Linked DNA regions of Sus scrofa: region 2 is linked to region 1. Evidence: chromatin contacts called from public Hi-C data. All regions are on one chromosome and are shown on one strand. Each heading gives the region's core, a stretch centred on a gene start, on an enhancer-like site or on the middle of the called end of the contact. The rest is flanking DNA. Distances are from core to core; before and after follow the strand shown.

Region 1 (3,836 bases), core at 1,017-3,516:
GTCATTCCTGCTACATCGCACGCTTTTCTCTCCGCCATCATCTCCCTGGAGCTGGTGTTTGCTTTCCACTATCATCCCATGTTTCTGCTTCTCTTTACGCCTAAACACTATGAAGAGGGGTTGCTTCCCAATCCCATGGCCTGAAAACCCTCGTTCTGCATCACCCAGCGTCGGCTTGCCCCACTTTGCCTGCACCACTGTCTTTGAGGGCATGAACACCTGCTCTGTTAGGTCCATGGAAGCTCTGGTCTTCATCCTCGGTGACCTCTCAGCATCATTCATGATGGCTGATCACCTGAGCTTGATTAAATGCTCTCTTGGGCTCAATAAGGACACAACCTGGGGTCCTCCTGCTTCTCAGCGCACCGTTCCTGGACGCCTTGCCTCATGCCCGTCTCCTACTTTAGTGTCATCTAGCAGTCACCCTGCCCCATGCTTTCTTTGTATTTTATGGGTTGTCCTGTGGACTTATGCATGACCTATAGGTAGATGACGTTCCATTTTGATTCTTCCGCCTAGATTTTCTTCTCTTGGCCTCTCCATGTGAATCCCTGTCATGCATCTCATTTTAACCTGTGTCAATATTCAGCTTCTGGTTCTTGCCTTACGCCTTGCTTCTCCAAACTTCCACCCTCCTGGAAATCATATAACCACAAACCACTGCTCATTTCTGATTCCCTTTTGCCGTCAATTCTCCACATATGATGGTTGCCAAATTCACTCTGTTTCCTCTCAAATGACATCTTAAATCGCCCCATTTCTCTGACTCTTCTGCTTTCACAGAAGCCATCTTTCACTCGGCCTATCGACAACCCCCTGTATCTTCTGTATCCTCTTTTTTTCTTCCTTCTGGCTCCTTCAATATATTTTCCGCACACCAGGCAGTCTCCTTTGAAATATTAATCAGATCACTCCGTGTACCTGCTTAAAACTTTTCAAAGGGTTCAGCTTGCGCTCAGAATGAAATACCCCCGCCCCGTAGGAATGTGGGCGATTGACCTTGACCTGCGTTTCCCGCTTCACCCCCTGTCCTCCTGTTTGCTCACATCATGTCCCTCGTCTTCCCTCAATTCCGAGTCCATACTGAGCCCGAGCCCCTTCTTGACCCAGGCTGTCCCGTGGCCTCTCCCTGAAGAATTCCACGCACCCCTTCCTTATCTGTTGAGGCGCTAGTTCCTTACTTCTCCCCAAGTCCCAGATGTTTCCTCAAAAGCGTCTCCCCAGCTCCTTTCCCGCTGGACCAAGTCCCTCCTTCAACCGAGTGCTCACTTCCTTCTCGTCACGTGTCCCAACTGGTTCCAAGCCTGCCTCTCCCTCTGGTTTATGAGAGGCCCCTCCGTGATGTTTATCCCGGGATGGGCTCGCTCTCCTTGTGATGGTGCAGGGCAAATAAGATCTGCAAGATAAAGGATCTTGCCGTAAGGCAGGCCATCAGAGAAGGAAAAGCCGTTGTTCTCATTGTGTTTGAATTTACAGCAAGGCGTTCAGAAAGCAGAATAGAGCATTCGGCCAAAGACAGAGAGTCGAGTACAAAGATAATACTCCATAGTATCAGTGGTGTTCTCGTACCTCACAGGTCATCAAGGGTGAATGTCAGAGGCCAATAAAAATGTGATGAAAAACAAACATAGGTAACAATAACAAAAAATAAATGTAGATGATGCTGGAAAGAGATTTTCAGGTCTGTTACGGAAGAATCACAACACAGCCTTGAAGGGTTACTTACAATATGGTTGGATTCAAACATCTGTGTGAAGCAGGGAAATTATAAAATGATAATTATTTCAGGTGTTTATCTCACCAAGTCATACACACATGCACACACACACATCACATATACACACACGTATGCACATATAATAATATGATATTGCCATATTGCAGGGTTCTTTACGGAAAGATCATTTTCCTGAACGACCTACGGGCTAGTAAGAAAAATACTCGCTGTATTTATAATTTGTTTATTACCAGAACCCATATTTCCCCACCACCTATCTATTATGTGCCAGGCACTCCTGCCAGCCCTGGCGGTACATCAACAGTGACAAGTGACAACCAGCAGACATGTCAGATGTTGATAGCTACCAGGGACCAGAAGGGGAAAAAGAGATAAGCTGCTTTTTCATAAGGGTGGTCAGCAGAGGCGTGTGTGTGTGTGTGTGTGTGTGTGTGTGTGTGTGTGTGTGTGTGTGTTGGGGGGGTAGGGGGGGGGGCACACCAGGTCCAAGAACAGCAGGTCCAAGAGCCGGCAGGCAGGGACTGTCGTGGCAGAGAAGACAAGGACCCCACGCCTGAAGGGGTGGGGAGGGTACAGAGGGGCCAGCAGCAGGGCAGGTCACATGGGACCTCCTCGGCCACCCTAAAGACTTTGATTTTCCCCCAGTGAGACGGGGAGCATCAGAGGGAGTCTGAGTAAAGTGATCTGAACCCCACTGTGAGGGGGTGACTCTGACTTTGTTAAGAACCTCTGGTCAGGCAGGTGTAGATGCTGAAAAGCAGAGAGGACCACAGGAGTGACCCGTTAGGGAATGAGGGAGAGGTGGACAGAGGGCAGCAGTGAGGCTGGGGACCACTGGCCAGAATCCAGATGTACTCTGAACCCAGAGACAATACCTCTTACTGATGCGCTGGATGCAGGAATGAGAGGAAGAGAGGAGAATGAACCGTCACACTTGGCCTGAGCAGCTGATGAGTGAAGTTTCTGTTCACAGATGCAGTGGGAGGGGTGGCGCTGGAGGTAGTGATGCTGCTGTTGCCTTTTTTTTTTTTTCCATGTTTTCTTAATTTTTGTATTATAGTTGATTTACACAGTTCTGTCAATTTCTGCTGTACAGCAAAGTGACTCAGTCATGTTGGTATTTTTATTACATTTCTTGTTATCTTGTCTTAGTAGTGATGCACCATAGACTATTTAATAAATGGATTTTATTCATGGCATATTACTTATGGGTTAATTCAGGGTGGTCTGAGATGTTCTGTACCCAGCCTGTAAGATCCTGCTTGAAGGGTCAAGGATGGCATCAGGATATAAGTGGCTGCTACAACCTCCAGCTCCAGAGGCATGTGGAGAGGGAGGGAGAATGCGGACTGAAAAATACGGAGCGAGAGCCGGTCTGCGAGCCGTCCTTTCAGTCATACAGCTCACACACAAAAGAGACTTGACAACTGCTGTCCCAGATTAGATGGTGATTCTGAGAAATCCATGTGATACTGCCCATAATAGGTTATAAGTCTAAAATAATCTCTGCTAAATTATCAATGAGAAATGCAGTCTCCTCTGGCAGAAGAACCAAAGCTTTTCTTGAATTCTCTCTATAGAAAATGAGTTACAAAGTTGTCATCACAGGATGAGGGCATTACCCAATCAATAAGTTTGTACAAAAAAAAAAAAAAAATTTCCAAAGAAAAAAATGAGGGCGATTCCCAGGGATGGGGAGGGGAGTCAACATAAGTTCTGTTAGCTACAATTTCCAAGAAAAAAAGCAAATAAAAAAAAAAAAAATAGCAAAGTAGTATTAGTTCATGAATACAAATACTGCTTTATTTCATTTTTGGTTATGTGTGTGATCTGAATCAGCTCACAATAAGGTGAATTTATTTTATTTATTTTTTCTTATTCTAAATCACCACACTGCACCAATTTTCACTCTCAGTTTTATAGTATTGTTTTGTTTAACTCAATGAATTTTTTTTTTTACTGTATTTATAGTGGCTCAGTGGTTAACAAATCCAACTAGCATCCATGAGGACACAGGTTCCATCCCTGGCCTCGAGTGGTGGGTTAAGAATCCGGCATTGCCGTGAGCGGTGGTGTAGCTTGAAGGCGTGTCTCGGAT
Region 2 (4,167 bases), core at 1,079-3,578, 160 kb before region 1:
ATAATAAGGTCCTTCAACATTGCAAGGGTTCCAAATTCCAGACTCGTATTCTTTTCTCACGTCCGTGCTTGCAAATTAGCTGCGTCTTTCTGGCTCAGTTTGTCTGTTTTAGAATACTTTTTTGGACCCCAGTAATAACCAGGACGCCCTACCCCTTTTCTGTTTTGTAAAACGGACCTCCCTTGGTTTCGTGTCTGGAATGAGTTCCCTTGCCACGCACTATTCTACCGTGGAGGCGATGCCACACATTTTAGGCTTCTGTTTCCACAGCCCTCTCCTTTTTCACCCCAATGTATGGTATTATGATAACACTCTGGTCTGCTGTGGTGGCAGATAAATTACCCAGCCGCACTGGTTTAACACAGTGAAATTTTGTGTCTCACCCGCATCACACGTGGTATGCCAAGGAGAGAGATGATGAATGGCAGGCATGAGGGTTGTCTGCTCACACAAGGAACAAGCAGCCATGGCAGGAGAGAGAGAACTGGAGTTTCTGATGCTTTCGATTGCTTCAGCCTGGAGCCGGCACAGTCCTGACTCTCACATCCTATTGACCAGAAATGATTCCGTGGCCCAGAGAGAATGGACACTGGCAGGGGGCTGAGATGTTTGGTGGAGCAAATGGATAGTTCATGTGTCTGCCGCCGCAGCTTTCCAAGACATTAACATAAATAAATATACGTAATTGTGCTCTCGCCTCTGTGCTCTCTCTCTTCTGGAAAAACCTTTGTGTAAAGGCCATATTTATCACATCGTAACACAGGCTGCAGATTGCATTTCTTTCTTTCTTTTTTTTTAGGGCTGCACCTGTGGCATATGGAAGTTCCCAGGGTAGGTATCAGATTGGAGCAGCAGCTGGGGCCTACGCCACAGCCACTGCAATGCCAGATCCTAGCTGCATCTGTGACCTATGCGGCATCATGTGGCAATGCCGAATCCTTAACCCGTGAGCAAAGCCAGGGATTAAACCCTCAAACTCATGGATCCTATTTGGATTCTTTACCCAGGGAGCCACAACGGAAGCTCCCCAAACTGTGCGTTCTGAAGTTGGCCTCAGTAGAGTCCCCCATGGCCGTGACACAGTCCCCCCCTCGCCCCTCACAGGAGCTTGCTCACATCTAAATCTAGGCTGGTCTAAAATTCACTTGTCGCCAATAGCAGGGGCAGAAGGGACACTGCGTCTCTTTCAGGAACGGATCAGACACATCCCTGTAGCCGATTCCTGTTTCTCTGGAGTCTTAATCTGGAAGCTTCCCGCTATGGATACAATGTTTGTGTCCCTTCAAAACTCTTATGTTGAAGCTTAATTCCCAAAGTGACAGTATTGGAGGGGACCGGGTTGGGGGGATGGTTAAGTTATAAGGTTATAACCTCCCCATGAATGAGATGAATGTCCTTATAGGGACGTGAAGAGACCCAGCCTTCTCCATTGTCCATCATGGGAGAACCCAAGAAGTTGGCCACCTGGGAGTTCCCCAGTGGCTCAGCAGGTTAAGGACCCAGTGTTATCACTGCTGTGATCCTGGGTCACTGCTGTGGTGAGGATTCAATCCCTGGTCCCAGGACTTTTGGATGCTGTGGGTGAGGCAAAAAGAAGAAGAGGAGGAGGAGGAAGAGGAGGCAGAGAAGTAGGCCACCTGCAAACTGGAGGAGGTCTCTCACTAGTCACTGGATCTACTGGCACCTGATCTTGGATTTCCAGCCTCCAGAACAGTGAGAAATAAATATCTGTTTCCTAAGCTGCCCTGTCTGTGGTATTTTCGTTATAAGCAGGTGTAGGTCACAGACGAGGCTCAGATCCTGCATTGCTGTGGCGGTGGTATAGACCGGCAGCTGCAGCTCCGATTCCACCCCTAGTCTGGGAACTTCCATATGCCATGGGTGTGGCCCGAAAAAGTGGAAAAAAACAAAACAAAAAAAAAAAAACAGCAAACAAGCAAACTAAAAAGATCTCCCAGCCCATTTGCACAGCTTTTTGAGTTACCATCATTTTGAGTTTCTCAGTTTTTGTCATCTGACCAGTTCCGCTGAGGGGTGACCAAGCCTTGGGGGCACTGCCAAGGTAGCTTCCTTCCTCCCCAAGAGGTCTCCGTGACTCCTCACCCCTGTGAGGTCATCTGGGGGGAACCGAGGTGCTTTGCTTCGGAGTGGAGGGAGGCTAAAAATAGAGATGCTTTGGATGCGTGTGCAGACATGGAATTCTCTTTCTAAATCAAACCCAGATGTACTTCCGACCTACATTATCATTTTGTCACACTATTTTTAAACTCCCATCCTGTTCCCCTCCTGCCTTCCTCTGCCACCCCTGCCTTTGTCACTATGGAGAAGCAAACCCTTAAATCCGAGAAGGGGGATACTGCCAGATTTTTCTGAACAGTGACACCTGTGCAGGCGCTCACCAGTTTGGTAGGGGATCTGACTTCTGTCTTGCTTCTAGTTCATGCTGACACTTAAACAAGAGGTTTTGTTTTTGTTTTTGTTTTGTTTTGTTTTTTCTCTTAATCAAAGGAGTTAAAAGTTGTGGTCAGACTATTAGAAGCATCCATGGGAAGTTGATTCCCAGTGAGCAGTTCCCGCCACCTGGTTGCCCCCATTCCTGGGGCTCAGAGCTCACGTGAGCCCAGTGCCAGCGGGCGGGTGAAGGGGGAAGCCCTGTCACATGGGAGGGAGGCTGTGTGTCTGGGAGTGTGTTATTCTTTGGGAAGACCTGCCAGGCTGCCACTCTGTTTGGTTCTGGGCCCCTTTGTCACTCGTCCCTTTGTCTTGGTACCTCGTAGTTCTGTGTTATAGTCTCTGCTCATTAGTCACTCTAGTGAAATCCCACGTAGAAAGGCAATAGGCAGGGTGTGTGTGCTGCCGTGAGTGTGTGTGTGTGAGAGAGAAAGAGGGAGAGAGAGAAGGGGGGGAGAAAAAGCGAGACAGAGAGAACGCACCCTGAAACTGACCTTGGAAGGTGCATCCCCCCAGCCCCGCATCCACAGGCGCCCCCCCCGCCAGAGGAAGGGGAGGCAAAGCCAAGCTTGATGGTCAGACTCTCCAGCAACATCCCCGGGCAGCCCTGCCCCTCGCCCCGCTCTCTGCACGGGCACACTCCATCCAAAGCAAGCCTGGCAGCCGTCGCGGGGATGCAGGGCACATGCTTATGGGCGACTTTCTTTTCCACCAGCCGGGGCTCAGCTCTGGGCCTCCTGGGACAAGACCACGGAGTTTCTTCTTTCTTTAAGCTGCCGGCAGAATGGCCTGCGAGGGCTGCGTGGCCGTTGACTGAGAGCAGAAAAGACACCCTCCTCTCCCTGGACCGCCTGGCGACCCTGAGTCCCCGCTTCCAAGGCTGGGCGGGGATCTGCGCCCGGCCCCTCCTGCGCCCCTGCTCCCTCACGGCAGGACCACGGGGGTGAGGGTGGCCGGGGGTCTGCCTCTGGGCTTCCCAGGCAGACCCTGCATCCCACCAGCCTCCTCAGAGACAACCGATGACTGAGCCACAAGGGGAAGCTAGGGACTCAGGTGCAGGAAAGAGAGCCAAGGTCAGCTCTCAGCTGGGGGCTGCGGGTGAGGGTCTGAGGTGCTCTGTTTCGGATTCACCACCGCGATCCGGTCCGAAGGGCTTGCAGGGGGTGTTGTGACGCTTGGGGACGAGTAGGGGCCTGAAACTATGGGCAGCCTCCATTCCGCTCTGCCTGCTGGGATCCTGGGCCAGTTGCCCCCGTTTCTGACCCTCGGTTTTCATCTGCCATCTGGGGATGACAAGGCAGGCCTGGCAGTGCCACCAAGGGCAATGTTACAGATGGAGGGGGCGTGCTGGTGCCTGAGTCATGGGGGCGGGGGACTCTTTGAGGTTGATGGAGGTGCTGGTCACATCCCCCAAATCTGATGATTTCTTTCTTTCTTTCTTTCTTTTTTTTTTTTTGTGTTTTTAGGGCCACATTCATGGCATATGGAAGTTCCCAGGCTGGGGGTCGAATCAGATCTGCAGCTCCCGGCCTACACCACAGCCACAGCAACGCAGGATCCGAGCTGCGTCTTCGACCTACGCCACAGCTCACAGCAACACTGGATCCTTAACCCTCTGAGTGGGGCCAGGAATCGAACCTGTGCCCTCATGGATACTAGTCAGATTTGTTTCCGCTGCGCCACGACGGGAACTCCCTTTTTACTATTTATTTATTT

Evidence for each region. A called contact is a pair of places that touch in the nucleus more often than the background predicts.
Region 2: a Hi-C map of fetal heart ventricle shows a contact between it and region 1, with 2.7 times the contacts expected there. The contact joins two enhancer-like sites. A contact is called at or near these places in 3 of 47 Hi-C or Micro-C datasets (epiblast stem cells, fetal heart ventricle and heart right ventricle).

Annotation. Positions count from the first base shown.
Region 1 is chr16:75,932,126-75,935,961 of Sscrofa11.1, reverse strand. No RefSeq gene overlaps it. Among named protein-coding and RNA genes, the nearest start is that of ICE1, 320 kb to the left of the region's middle. Within about 2 kb of position 2,266, at least 2 of the 83 cell types and tissues checked have an H3K27ac peak or open chromatin away from gene starts, as enhancers often do.
Region 2 is chr16:76,095,607-76,099,773 of Sscrofa11.1, reverse strand. No RefSeq gene overlaps it. Among named protein-coding and RNA genes, the nearest start is that of ICE1, 160 kb to the left of the region's middle. Within about 2 kb of position 2,328, at least 2 of the 83 cell types and tissues checked have an H3K27ac peak or open chromatin away from gene starts, as enhancers often do.